Linked DNA regions of Sus scrofa: all the other regions are linked to region 1. A link is a contact called in public HiChIP or PLAC-seq data. All regions are on one chromosome and are shown on one strand. Each heading gives the region's core, a stretch centred on a gene start, on an enhancer-like site or on the middle of the called end of the contact. The rest is flanking DNA. Distances are from core to core; before and after follow the strand shown. Region 1 overlaps MAML2 (mastermind-like protein 2). Region 2 holds the start of MAML2 (mastermind-like protein 2). Region 3 overlaps MAML2 (mastermind-like protein 2).

Region 1 (3,567 bases), core at 450-2,949:
GACTGCTTTTTGATATGCTGAAGATTAAAAGGGTATTAAACAGTAAAAGAACCAAGTGTTACGGGCCAATATATCTGATAATTTTCAAGTTTAACCTAATTCTAATTTTCTAATTTTCTCATAATAAAACACATTACCTAGGTAATTAACATTAACCATAAACACCCACACAGTTTCCTCTCTCTTTCTCTCTCCTTCCCCTCCCTCCATCTTTCTCTGTCTGTCTGTCTGTCTGTCTCCTCTCTCTCTCTCTCTCTCTCTCTCACACACACACACACACAGTGTGTGTCATGTGTTAAAATGGAGACTGAATGGTCAGTGCATTTGTGGACAGTACAATGCTTGTTATTCTTCTTCTATCTGAAAGGCAAGAAACAAAGAAATTCCACAGCTTAGATCATGTGAGGAAACTCTCTCTGGCTCCTAGTAAATTTGTCGTCCAGTTCTCAAAATGCACAGGCTAAAGTAAACTTAGACTCTTATCCAAAGTCTTTGCTGAGAAAACAAAGGAATTAGGTTTTCCCTAAAGATTTTCCTAAACCAGTCAGATTCCCATCTTTTGATCCAGGCATATTAAAGACACTAAGAGAAACTTCATCTTGGGAATTACTATTTTAAACAAAGGCCCAAAACAGTGGTGTCTATTTTTAAAGCCGCCTCATTCCTCTCCGGTAACCAAGCACAAGGTAATTTGAATTCTGTTTCCAGTTAAGACGGCTAACTCGATTCTACTCTGCAATTCAGGGGTCTGTCTTTTATACTTGATTTCTATGATGTTAGGTATATACAACATTTCCTTGCCTTTTAACCCGGTTTCCGCTTACAATTTTCTGTGTATCTGAGATCTATACTGTGACTTGCCTGAACCCATGGAAAACTGACGACATTGAAAGAGAATTGTTATAGTTAAGCTTCCCGATGGCACTTTTCAAAAACAGCAGTGGAAAAAAAAAAAAAAACACAAAAAACAACCCAAGGCCCTCGTCAGATGTGATTTTTGGCAGACACTTCACTCAGGCTGCTCAAGGTGTCCCCAGAAATTATAAACCCTCAAAGGTGTGTTCAGGGTACAGTAAATAAATCAAGATAAATTATTTTAATGTTCAACCTATTGATTCAGTTCTCTGCTCTGCAAGTTTTTAGTAACATGGATTTCGATCTAAGTGAAAGGTCAGCTTTGAAGTAAGTGTAAAGATATTTACAGGAAACGAGGCAGAAAGTGAGCTTTCAGCCGTTTTCAAATGTCTCTGTTACTCAGGAGAAAATGAACTGTGTCATCAGTCAAAAGAACAGCAGATGCTTACCTTCATATATTAAAGTGGAATAAATACCGTACCAGCAGTATGCTATTAACTCTGAAATTTGAAATTCACTAAAGTATGTTTTCCCCAACTTTGCCTGTGAATGCAGGAAATAAACAACTGTGAATTAAGATTCCAAGTAAATAGGTAGCAGTTGTAGTTCGGGGGGAGATGGGGAAGACTGCCAAGATGAAATCATCGTGGTGGATTTTTTTTTTTCCAGTCTGGGATGCTAACTAGACATTTGTGATAACTCCGTAATCAACAACATCTTTAAATATTTAATTTCTTGTCAGTTGTTATCTAAATTGACTTCAACTCATGTTTATGTAAGTGTGTATGTATTACATACAGACATATGACTAGATCTGTCAGAGGGAAGTGGCAAATTGAAGCAATCATGTGGCTCATTCTGCAGGGAAAAAAGAAAGAGGAGAAGCCTGGTGGGGAGGAAAAAGGACAGTTTAGGAAACTGTAAATTAACATGTACATTTAGGTATAGTTTCCTGAAATGATAGGTCTAACTACAGACCTTGGAGTTCTTCCTACTCTGGTCCATCAGATTGATTTCTGGATGTTTAGATGGTCACATATAAGTGAGTTCACTGGCACCTTAGTGTAGGACTACTTGGCTCCATGTTGGTCCTCACTTAACTGGGTCAGTGACCGAAGTTTAGTTCAACAGTAGTTTAGTTCAACAGTAATTTAGTTCAATAAATATCTACGAGGTACTTATGGTGTTTCCGGCCCTTAGAGCAGGGGCCACAGTTCATTTCATTATAAACTGTAAGACATTTTGTTGCTGTTAAAATGATCCCCTGGTCTGATGCCCAAAGCAATAACAGAAAAGTAAAATGCGATACAAGACCTCTGGCTTACACATTCCATTGCCTGATACGAGGATCTCCTGAGCAGTGAACCAGAAGAATCCCTCCTCCAGAGGTAGGAAGGAACAAGCCATTCTCATTAGGAATCGCATAAATTATAAGAAAAGCTGACCTTTAAGTAGTCAGTTACTTTTTACCTCCAGCACAAAAGTACCATAAAATCATCACCACAGTTTACAAAAATTAAAAAGACCTGGGTTAGAACCTCACTTCTGCCACCTAGTAGATAAGTGAAATTGAGAAAATTTAAATGTCTAAGGATCCATTTTCTCCTCTAAGATGTAATAATAAGATTGAACTCATAGGCTGGATGTGTAGTTGAAAGGAACTAATGTGTATCTAGTTTGGGTACAATACCTGGCATTGGGTAAAGGTTCAATAAATACCAGCTGTTATTACCATTCTCCACCCCCATCTTCTGCTGTCATTAGGCAACCTGAGAGGCTGCAGGCACTGTGGATTTAATGCCTTGTACATGCCTGAAGCTCAGTTTTTAGAAGGCACCCTTGCTGCTTCTTGCAATGATGTTGTGGCCAATGAGGAAATAGCAGACGGTGGTATTTGTGTCTTTCCATGGTAACCATTTCTATTTACCCCTCTTAGCTGGAGGAAATTAAGGCAATATCAGCTGAATTAGTTGGAACATGCCATTCACTTCTCAACCACAATGTGGTAAGAAAGAATGGAGAAGATCACTATAAAATTTCTTTGTATCAAGTAGTTGGAAATGTCAGATAGAATTTGGAGGAAAGAAGGATAAATTAATTTATATACAGCAAAACTTTGTTGACTAATTTTTTAATTTCAATATACTATTTGGGTAAGAAAGTGGCTGATTTTAAATATATAAGACGCATGATTTTCTCAGCAAAGAAGTCATTCCAGAATCTTGAAGACACTTGGAACCTTTAACTTGCTAAGGAAGAAAGATAATATACCAGTAAATAAATAAACAAAAACCGAAGTATTTATAGTTGGTAATAAGGGCTGTAAAAGAAATAAAGAGGTTCCGTGTCCGACCACTTACTAACTCTGTGATCCTGTTAAGTCACAGATCCATAGACTAATAGAACCTGAAGGCATCTTAGAGATCATTACAAAGTCTTTATGAACTATAAAGCACTAAACTAATATAAAGAGTGATTATCAGCCATATTTAATTATAGGCCATTCTTACCTAGTAAGATAAGCATCCATTCAAGTTTTACTAGGTATTTGTATTCCTCATTGGAAGTACAATATGTTTCTTAAAAACATAAAGTCCATTTCATTAAATATTACATATTTTAGTATTTCCACTATTTTAAACTAGTTCTCTACCACGTGGACTGACCAAGAGATGGCTGAATATTAGCATTGTCTTTAAGAGGGAAGAGAAT
Region 2 (3,567 bases), core at 715-3,214, 210 kb before region 1:
ATAAACTTTTTAGATCTGAGCATTTATTACTGTAGTGTTAAATGCTTTGTGTCAGGTAACCATGGATGGCAGAGATGATGAGGAAGACAAATAGACAAATAAAAAGGAATGCTTGAAAAAATTCATAGGGCTATACAGAAGCATTAGGGTTATAAGAGGGAACAGTTCCATAAAAAAGAGAAAGACAAGGAAAAAAGTAATGTTTATTTTATTGGCAGCTGGATGTAATTGACTATTTTCTCACTTGTCTGCTCCCATATTCAGATGAGTAGTTCTATTCACTACTCATTTCTTGGAGGTATTATAGGACTTAGACTCCAGCATGTTGATTGAAGTGTAATTACAGCCCTTGAGCTATTTTGGGGATAGTCTGGTTTCCCTGTAACTCTTTTCACACTTGATACTGAGGCAGCAAGCCCAGTGGTTAAGAGAGCATAGGTTTGAAATCAGTCTTGAGTTCAAGTCCTAATCTGTTACTTCCTAGTTAGTTTAATGTAAATAGTTTTGATTTTGATGAGCCTCAGTTTCTTCATTTCTGGGTGGAGTTAGTAATACCTCTCCCTCAGGATTTGGGTAGATTAAGGGAGAAATCAGGGAAGTACTGTGCCTGAAACTGAGTGTAAATAAATAGTAACTGATGTGAATGGAAATGAGGATGTGGATGATGACGTCAGCTTGAAATCAAATGGCCATAAGTTTAAATGTGTATAAAAGACATTGTAGAGGAGTGTCCTACACCATTAGAATATAGAATGAAAATTTATCAAATTCTTGCTTGACCAAGTTCTTAAGGTATGTCCCTATCTAGCATAGAAATCAAAGTTTATATAAGAGTTGCAGATTTGACTAAGGACTCTGTTATTAATCAAAACCCATGCTATTGCAGGACTGTACAGTGAATGGTAAGTTTTAGATTTAATTTTTTCTCTTTTGTCAAGTATTACTGCTGGATATAAAGTGTCAGGAGTGGTAGAAAGAAAGTAATGTCTAATGGATGCACCTTTAAAAAAATGTAATATGATCGAAACTCATTCACTTTTTAATGAGGAATTCTTTTTAATAGAGGGAATTCTCTATTCAAATTTGCATACCCAACAACAATATATTTCTGCCTTTCTTCTTGAGTGGTGAGGAACTTAGCCTTGGAAGAGACAGATAAAATATGTTCCAATGAAAAGTAGCAAAGTTATATGCCATCAGAATGCACTTGTTCCTGGTTCCAAACTAACATTCCAGGATTTGTGAAAATGAAATGGACCAATGTAGGCCAGCCTAAAGAGAACTAAACTATAGATAAATCCAGTCTTAAAATGTTTGCTTTGATTTTGCCCATTCATTTCTCTTCAACTCAGTTTGAAGTAGGACCGTGTTATTGAAATGGCAGAGTTGGTTTAGATTAAAAAAGCCCCATTGCTTGAGACCTCAAATTGAAATGACTTCCAAGTTAGGATACATAGAACATTTATGGTCCTGATTATAATAACAGTGTGCTCATCTTAATTTATTCTCCGTAACTGACAACAAACAGAATTCAGTATACTTTTGGAGACCTTAAAGGTAGGATTGTCTGAAGAGGGGACAACATTCAGTGTCTGAGATTTGGTTTGTGTTATTAAACTTCTTGAAACTACTGCTAACGGAATGATTTTCCTCATTATAGATGTAAATCGGACAGCTGTGGAGACCTCAGATCTTGCATTTTTGGTTCGTCGTAGGCAAACTTGTATTTTCAAGGAAATCTTTTTTTTTCCCCTTCTAGAACTGGTATTGGTAATTTCACCATGGTAGAGTATTTTATTTTTATTGCTACTGATTCGCTCGTAATCCCCTATTGACTTATCAGAGACGCACACCACAGGCGGGCAGGTAGACTGACACTCTCCTGCCCTTTAGGAGCTGAGGGTGCGAGTTCCTCTCCCCTCCCCCACCCTCCCCCCCTCCCCGACCCGCGCGCACACACCCTGTGTCTCCCTGACACGAATGAGCGTTTCCTCCGTGCTCACCCAACTCTCGCTAAGGTGCTCAGGGGTGTCATCGACAACATATTGAAAAATGAAAATGACATCCTCGGGGGCAAGGGCGGGGAGAACGGAGGTCTGCATGGGAAAATACATTCCCTGGGCGGGAATTTCTTCAACGTTTCGAGCTCGTGAAGTCGTCGGGTAGAGGCTGGGGAATTTCCCCAGCCTTCCCCCCTCCCCCACCCCCGAGCCCAGTCGGAGGCCGAGCTGCGCGCGCCGCGGAGATGCGCAGGCTTTGGGATTCACCTCTTCAGCCGCTGGGAGGCCCTCTGCGTTCCCCTTTCCCCGGCGCCGGCCGCCTGGCTCGCCCGTGCAGTGGCACCCGCCTTCCACCAGGGAGCCTCGGGCCAGCTCTCCCCCCGCCCTCCGCCCCCCCACCCCCCTCTGCAGCTCGCTGGCTCTCTCTTTCTCCCTCTGTCTCACTCTCTTTCTCTCCCTCTCCTATCGGAGCACAATGAAAGCCTGTGTATCGCCGTGACTCCGGGCAGCGGAGCCAGTGTCAGCCAAGCGGCGAACAACAGACGGGAAAGAGAAAGGAAAAGACCAGCTACTTTCTTTTCCATCTCTAAAGCGGAGCAATCCAAGAGGTAGAACCACATTGCTTATTGAGAGTCCAGACCCTCAGATCCACTGGCCGGGGATGGAATGTACAAAAGTGGACAGAAAAGTGGCTGGACATGACTCGGTGCAATTTGCTGGAAGTTTGTAAGTTTGACCATCGTTTGTAAATTACTCTCGGAAGAGTTTGTCTCTCTTGATACTGTATTAGAATCGAGCCGGGGGTGAGGAATAGAAACGTAAGCGGGAAAGGAAAAAAAAATGTGTTGAAGGATTCTCTTCTCAGTGGCTAGTGACTTCAGACTGCTTTCATTTAAGGCTGGGAAACCTTAGAGGGAATGAGGATTTTTACCGGTGATTGGATTAGCTGAAGAAAAAAGCATGGTCCAAAAGTCCAATTACTGACATTAACAATTGAAAAGCCGTCTCCCTCTTTGGGGAGAAGACAACATCCTACAGTACCCCCCCCCCCAAGAGGAGAAAACACCGGAGCGAAGGGAAAGGGAGGAAAAATTAAAAGCCAAAAGACAGTCTCTCTTGATTTTTGTACGTTTTGAGCATTGACTTCAAAAAGCGTCTGAAACAGCACTTTAAAAAAAAAAAAAAAAACCTGAGGAAAAGTAAATGCTGTGGGTTACATAGATCATGGTAGAAATGTGTTTCTCTGCAGAAACAACCCCATAAAGAATCTTCGGAAACAACTAGGTGAGGGGGGGGCCAGCTCTCTATTAACACCTCTCTCATTTCCCTTTGCTGTCTGTTTCTGTCTCTCGCTTGACCATCCCTGAATTCTTGCTCTACCCTCGCCCCCCCCATCTTGTGTTTACAAAGTACCTAGTGGCTCTTGTCAGCTTGGTGGGGGGAAAGCCCCCACTAACTCTGGCCAACTTCTCCAGAGCTGTCAAGTGCAATTAGAGTAAGTTGATCAGGGTTTGTTTCCCACTTAGCCTCTGCCATTGGTTTCCATTCTTTCTCCTCACCCTCTTTT
Region 3 (3,567 bases), core at 574-3,073, 190 kb before region 1:
GTATATGTGTTATATCTGTGTCGATATATATCAAGAGGTCTTTTTTGGCTGCATGTGAGGCATACAGAAGTTGCCAGGTCAGGAATCAAACCCACATCACAGCAGCAACTGGAGCCACGGCAGTGGCAATGCCGGATGCTGAACCTACTGACCCACACGGGAACTCACTATATATCACTAAGTTTCTAATGACACTAAAATATATAACGTTATATATAAAAACAGTAGTTTTTAATCACACTAAGGCATATATGTATGTATTGTGGATATCTATAGATATGGATATGGGATATGGATATGCCTTAGTGTGATTAAAAACATGACTCCATGTGCTACAACCATTTGAAACATACAGGGGCATGATGACCTTTTAAGATTGTTCCCAGATTGGAATTTCTGTCGTGGCTTAGCGAAAACAATCTGACTAGCATCCATGAGGATGCAGGTGCGATTCGTGGCCCCGCTCAGTGGGTTAAGGATCTGGCATTGCCATGAGCTGTGGTGTAGGTCGCAGATGCAGCTTGGGTCTGGCGTTGCTGTGACTGTGGTGTAGGCCGGCAGCTACAGCTCCGATTTGACCCCTAGCTTGGGAACTTCCATATGCCTCAGGTATGGCCCTAAAAAGACAAAAAAAAAAAAAAAAAAAAAGGAGCCCTAGAAATCAGACTCTCAGGGTATTAAAAAAAAAAAAGATTGTTTCCAGATTGAAATTCTAAAGCCCAATATCTCATGAATAGAAAATATTGGTGCAAGGAGGAGGATAATGGCATAGAAGTTACATACATTGAGTGCCTTGCTGTATGCTGGATCCTATGTCAGGCCTTTGGGCCACCTAGGAGAGGCAAAGTTCTTGTTGGATGATGTCTATATTTTAATGAGAAAGGGTGCACGGACAGAGAGTCAACAAACAAATGAAAGAATGAGATCAATTTAACTAGTGATAAATAATGTACAGTTCTTTGTTCCTTAAGGTGGCTGATTGGAGAATGATTTGGGTTCATTAAAATGAAGTAAACACTCTGAGAAGTGACACATGATAACCCTAAACAAACGGTTACCTTCAGAGCTAGAAGATGGTCTCCTTTGCCAGTGCTGCTCTGAGCCTGGACGGCTGCCTGCACAGTGGTCCAGGCTGTGTGCTGCTTTGGTTAGTCTGTGCAAGATGCTGGTTCTGATGCTTCTAAGGAGGAGGGTGGCCATGTCAGCATCTTCTGTTCCTTGAAGCTATTGTGATCATTTTGTTAGAAGTCATTGAGGCTTGAGAATGAAAGAGGAATGGCTGAAAGGCTTCTTTTGAGGAAAAGAAGAATATCATCTCTCTTTAGCCATAGAAACAGGAAAGAAAGGGTCAGGAGATGAGCACCTGGGCCAGAAGGAAGTGGAGGCATAGCAGGCTCTCTCAGGAGGCAGGCAGAAGTGGTAACTGGTTTGCAATAGTCATCATATCATCATCCTACAGGTATACAACCATTATTGTCCACACAGAAACCCCGTGTTGTAAATAAGGTGAGTGTAGCTTTTTTATACTATACAGAGCAGCTGAGAAATACTACTAATGTCTTTATTTTTGAATGGCAAATTTTCAGTTTATCGAATGTGTACACACAAGTTAACTCTGTTTATTCTCTGGGGTATTATTATACTCATTTTAGAGACTGGTAAGAGGCTTGAATTGGCCTATGCTAACTCTGCTAGTGTGTTGAGCCACTGTCCTGACCTCTGGGTTCTGCAAGGCACACAGCTGACAGAGTGGAGTAGCTGGGCCCCAAATGCACCACCGAATTTGCATCTAAGATGAGGACATAGAGTGTCTTGAGCTCCCAGAAGCACACCCACACATATTTTGAAGCAATGACTCTCCAAGAAAGAATGGAAATCATGAATGGAATGAGGATGTCAGACACCCAGGGCACATCAAATCTAGAAAAGGGAGGCTGGAAAAAGACAGTCTTGTGTTTTTTTTTTTTTTTAATTTTAAATTTTTAAAAAATTCATTAATTTGTAAGAATACAAGGCAAAGTGAGAAAACATTTTGAATTTATGAAAGCCTGCACTTTGCTACCTTTATTTCTTATGAGTCTAGTGAGTCAACCCGCAGGTCTGGGGAGAGAGGGCTCCAAGGTTGTTATGAAAAGAAACTTGATCCTGAATCAAAGAAGCAGATTCATCTCTGAAACCAAGATTGGTCTAAGTTTTTCTCCTTGCTGTTGCTTATTTTGGAATCAGATCTTAGATGGAGCTTAAGGGAGAGACCTGCTACTCTGCTGAAAAGTGATTTTGAATGCATTCAGATCCAGATTGAATGTATTTTTTTATGCTGATGGTGGGTGTTTTCTCATTACCTTGAAAAAAATATAGGGCTTCATAGTTGTTAAGATTTTTACTTCAAGGTGGAGAAGTGCCTTATTTATCTTTGTATTTCCATTGTCATAACAGTGTCAGACATCACATAAGCAAGTATTTGGTAAATGTTGAACTAAACTGTGGGGAGCATGCATTTTTAAAGGACCTCAACCCTTTATATTTCTATGGCTAAATGTTCTCTGCACCAGCTGTGAAACACTGATCTTTGAGGTATTCCTTTGGTCCAATATTTTTTAATCAGATTGATTAAATGTTTAACATGTCAGGTACTCTTCTAAGTGTTTTTGGAGTATCAACCCAAGTTTCCTCGTAATCACATTATCAAGTGGGTTGGTGTGATCTTATTTCCATTTGACAGATGAGGAAGTTGAGGTGTGAGATCTGCCAGGTCACTCAGTCAGATATGGTGGAGTTGGGTTTGAGCAGAGTGGATGATGCCACTGTCTGTGTGTCTAGTCATGGTTTCTGACTACCTCTAGAAGGTAATTACACATGCGATCTCAGACTGCAGCTCACACATGAGCCAAGCCTGAGTTTGAAAGCCATGTGCAGCAAGACATCTGAAAGTTAATAACAATTAAGACCAACTCATCCTCCAAAGTGCAGAGAGAATTCAGAATGAATGCCTACAGGTCACAGATTACTCTTTGAAACAGCTGCCATTCCCATATTTTTTAAGAGTTAGAAAGTGCTTGAACATGTAGGATCTGTGAGTGACAAATATGTTTCAACTTGCATCCCAGGGAAGGTTGGAAGTTGTCACCTGGTGGGCTGTATTGAGGATTCTAAGGAAATATCTAAGCTCTGTGGGAAAGCAGGCCATGGTAGTTCATTATTGATATCTACGGTGGGCAGAGAGAAGGCAACAAAGCTGATAAGTCATTGGAGTGGCTTCTTCAAGATTCAGGAATCCATACCTGGAGATTCTTGGTGAAATGTTCACTTTACATGTAAGAATGTATCAAGGGGCAGATTATACTGTGAGTAGGCCTTGGATCCATTTAAAGAATAAACTTAGTTTTACCAAAGTTCATTGTAATGTCTTGAAGACAAATGAGTTCCTTGAAGACATTATAACCTCTGCTCTCTCTCAGAGAGGTCAGATAAAATGACAGAGGCTTTTTTTTTTTTTTTTTTTTTTTCAGTATTTTGTAAGATGCAGAGGAAACTCAGCTGCAACCAGATTACTTCCTGGTTGCAACC

What was found. HiChIP or PLAC-seq counts read pairs in DNA pulled down with a chosen protein or histone mark.
Region 2: a contact with region 1 is called in an H3K27ac HiChIP or PLAC-seq map of alveolar macrophages. The contact joins the promoter of MAML2 here to the enhancer-like site in region 1. A contact is called at or near these places in 3 of 5 promoter capture datasets (fetal liver, fetal skeletal muscle and liver), 3 of 47 Hi-C or Micro-C datasets (embryonic fibroblasts, heart right ventricle and skeletal muscle) and 2 of 2 datasets of contacts at active chromatin or transcription factors (alveolar macrophages and skeletal muscle).
Region 3: an H3K27ac HiChIP or PLAC-seq map of alveolar macrophages shows a contact between it and region 1. The contact joins two enhancer-like sites. A contact is called at or near these places in 2 of 2 datasets of contacts at active chromatin or transcription factors (alveolar macrophages and skeletal muscle).

What each region holds. Positions count from the first base shown.
Region 1 is chr9:28,163,058-28,166,624 of Sscrofa11.1, reverse strand. All of the region lies in intron 1 of MAML2 (mastermind-like protein 2), which reads left to right. Among named protein-coding and RNA genes, the nearest start is that of MTMR2, 190 kb to the right of the region's middle. Within about 2 kb of position 1,699, at least 6 of the 83 cell types and tissues checked have an H3K27ac peak or open chromatin away from gene starts, as enhancers often do. A contact at or near this core is called in alveolar macrophages, where this site is marked.
Region 2 is chr9:28,371,379-28,374,945 of Sscrofa11.1, reverse strand. MAML2 (mastermind-like protein 2) reads left to right here and starts at 1,964. Exons shown (of 4, transcript XM_021102335.1): 1 at 1,964-3,567.
Region 3 is chr9:28,352,972-28,356,538 of Sscrofa11.1, reverse strand. The region is part of intron 1 of MAML2 (mastermind-like protein 2); the gene reads left to right. Among named protein-coding and RNA genes, the nearest start is that of MAML2, 18 kb to the left of the region's middle. Within about 2 kb of position 1,823, at least 10 of the 83 cell types and tissues checked have an H3K27ac peak or open chromatin away from gene starts, as enhancers often do. A contact at or near this core is called in alveolar macrophages, where this site is marked.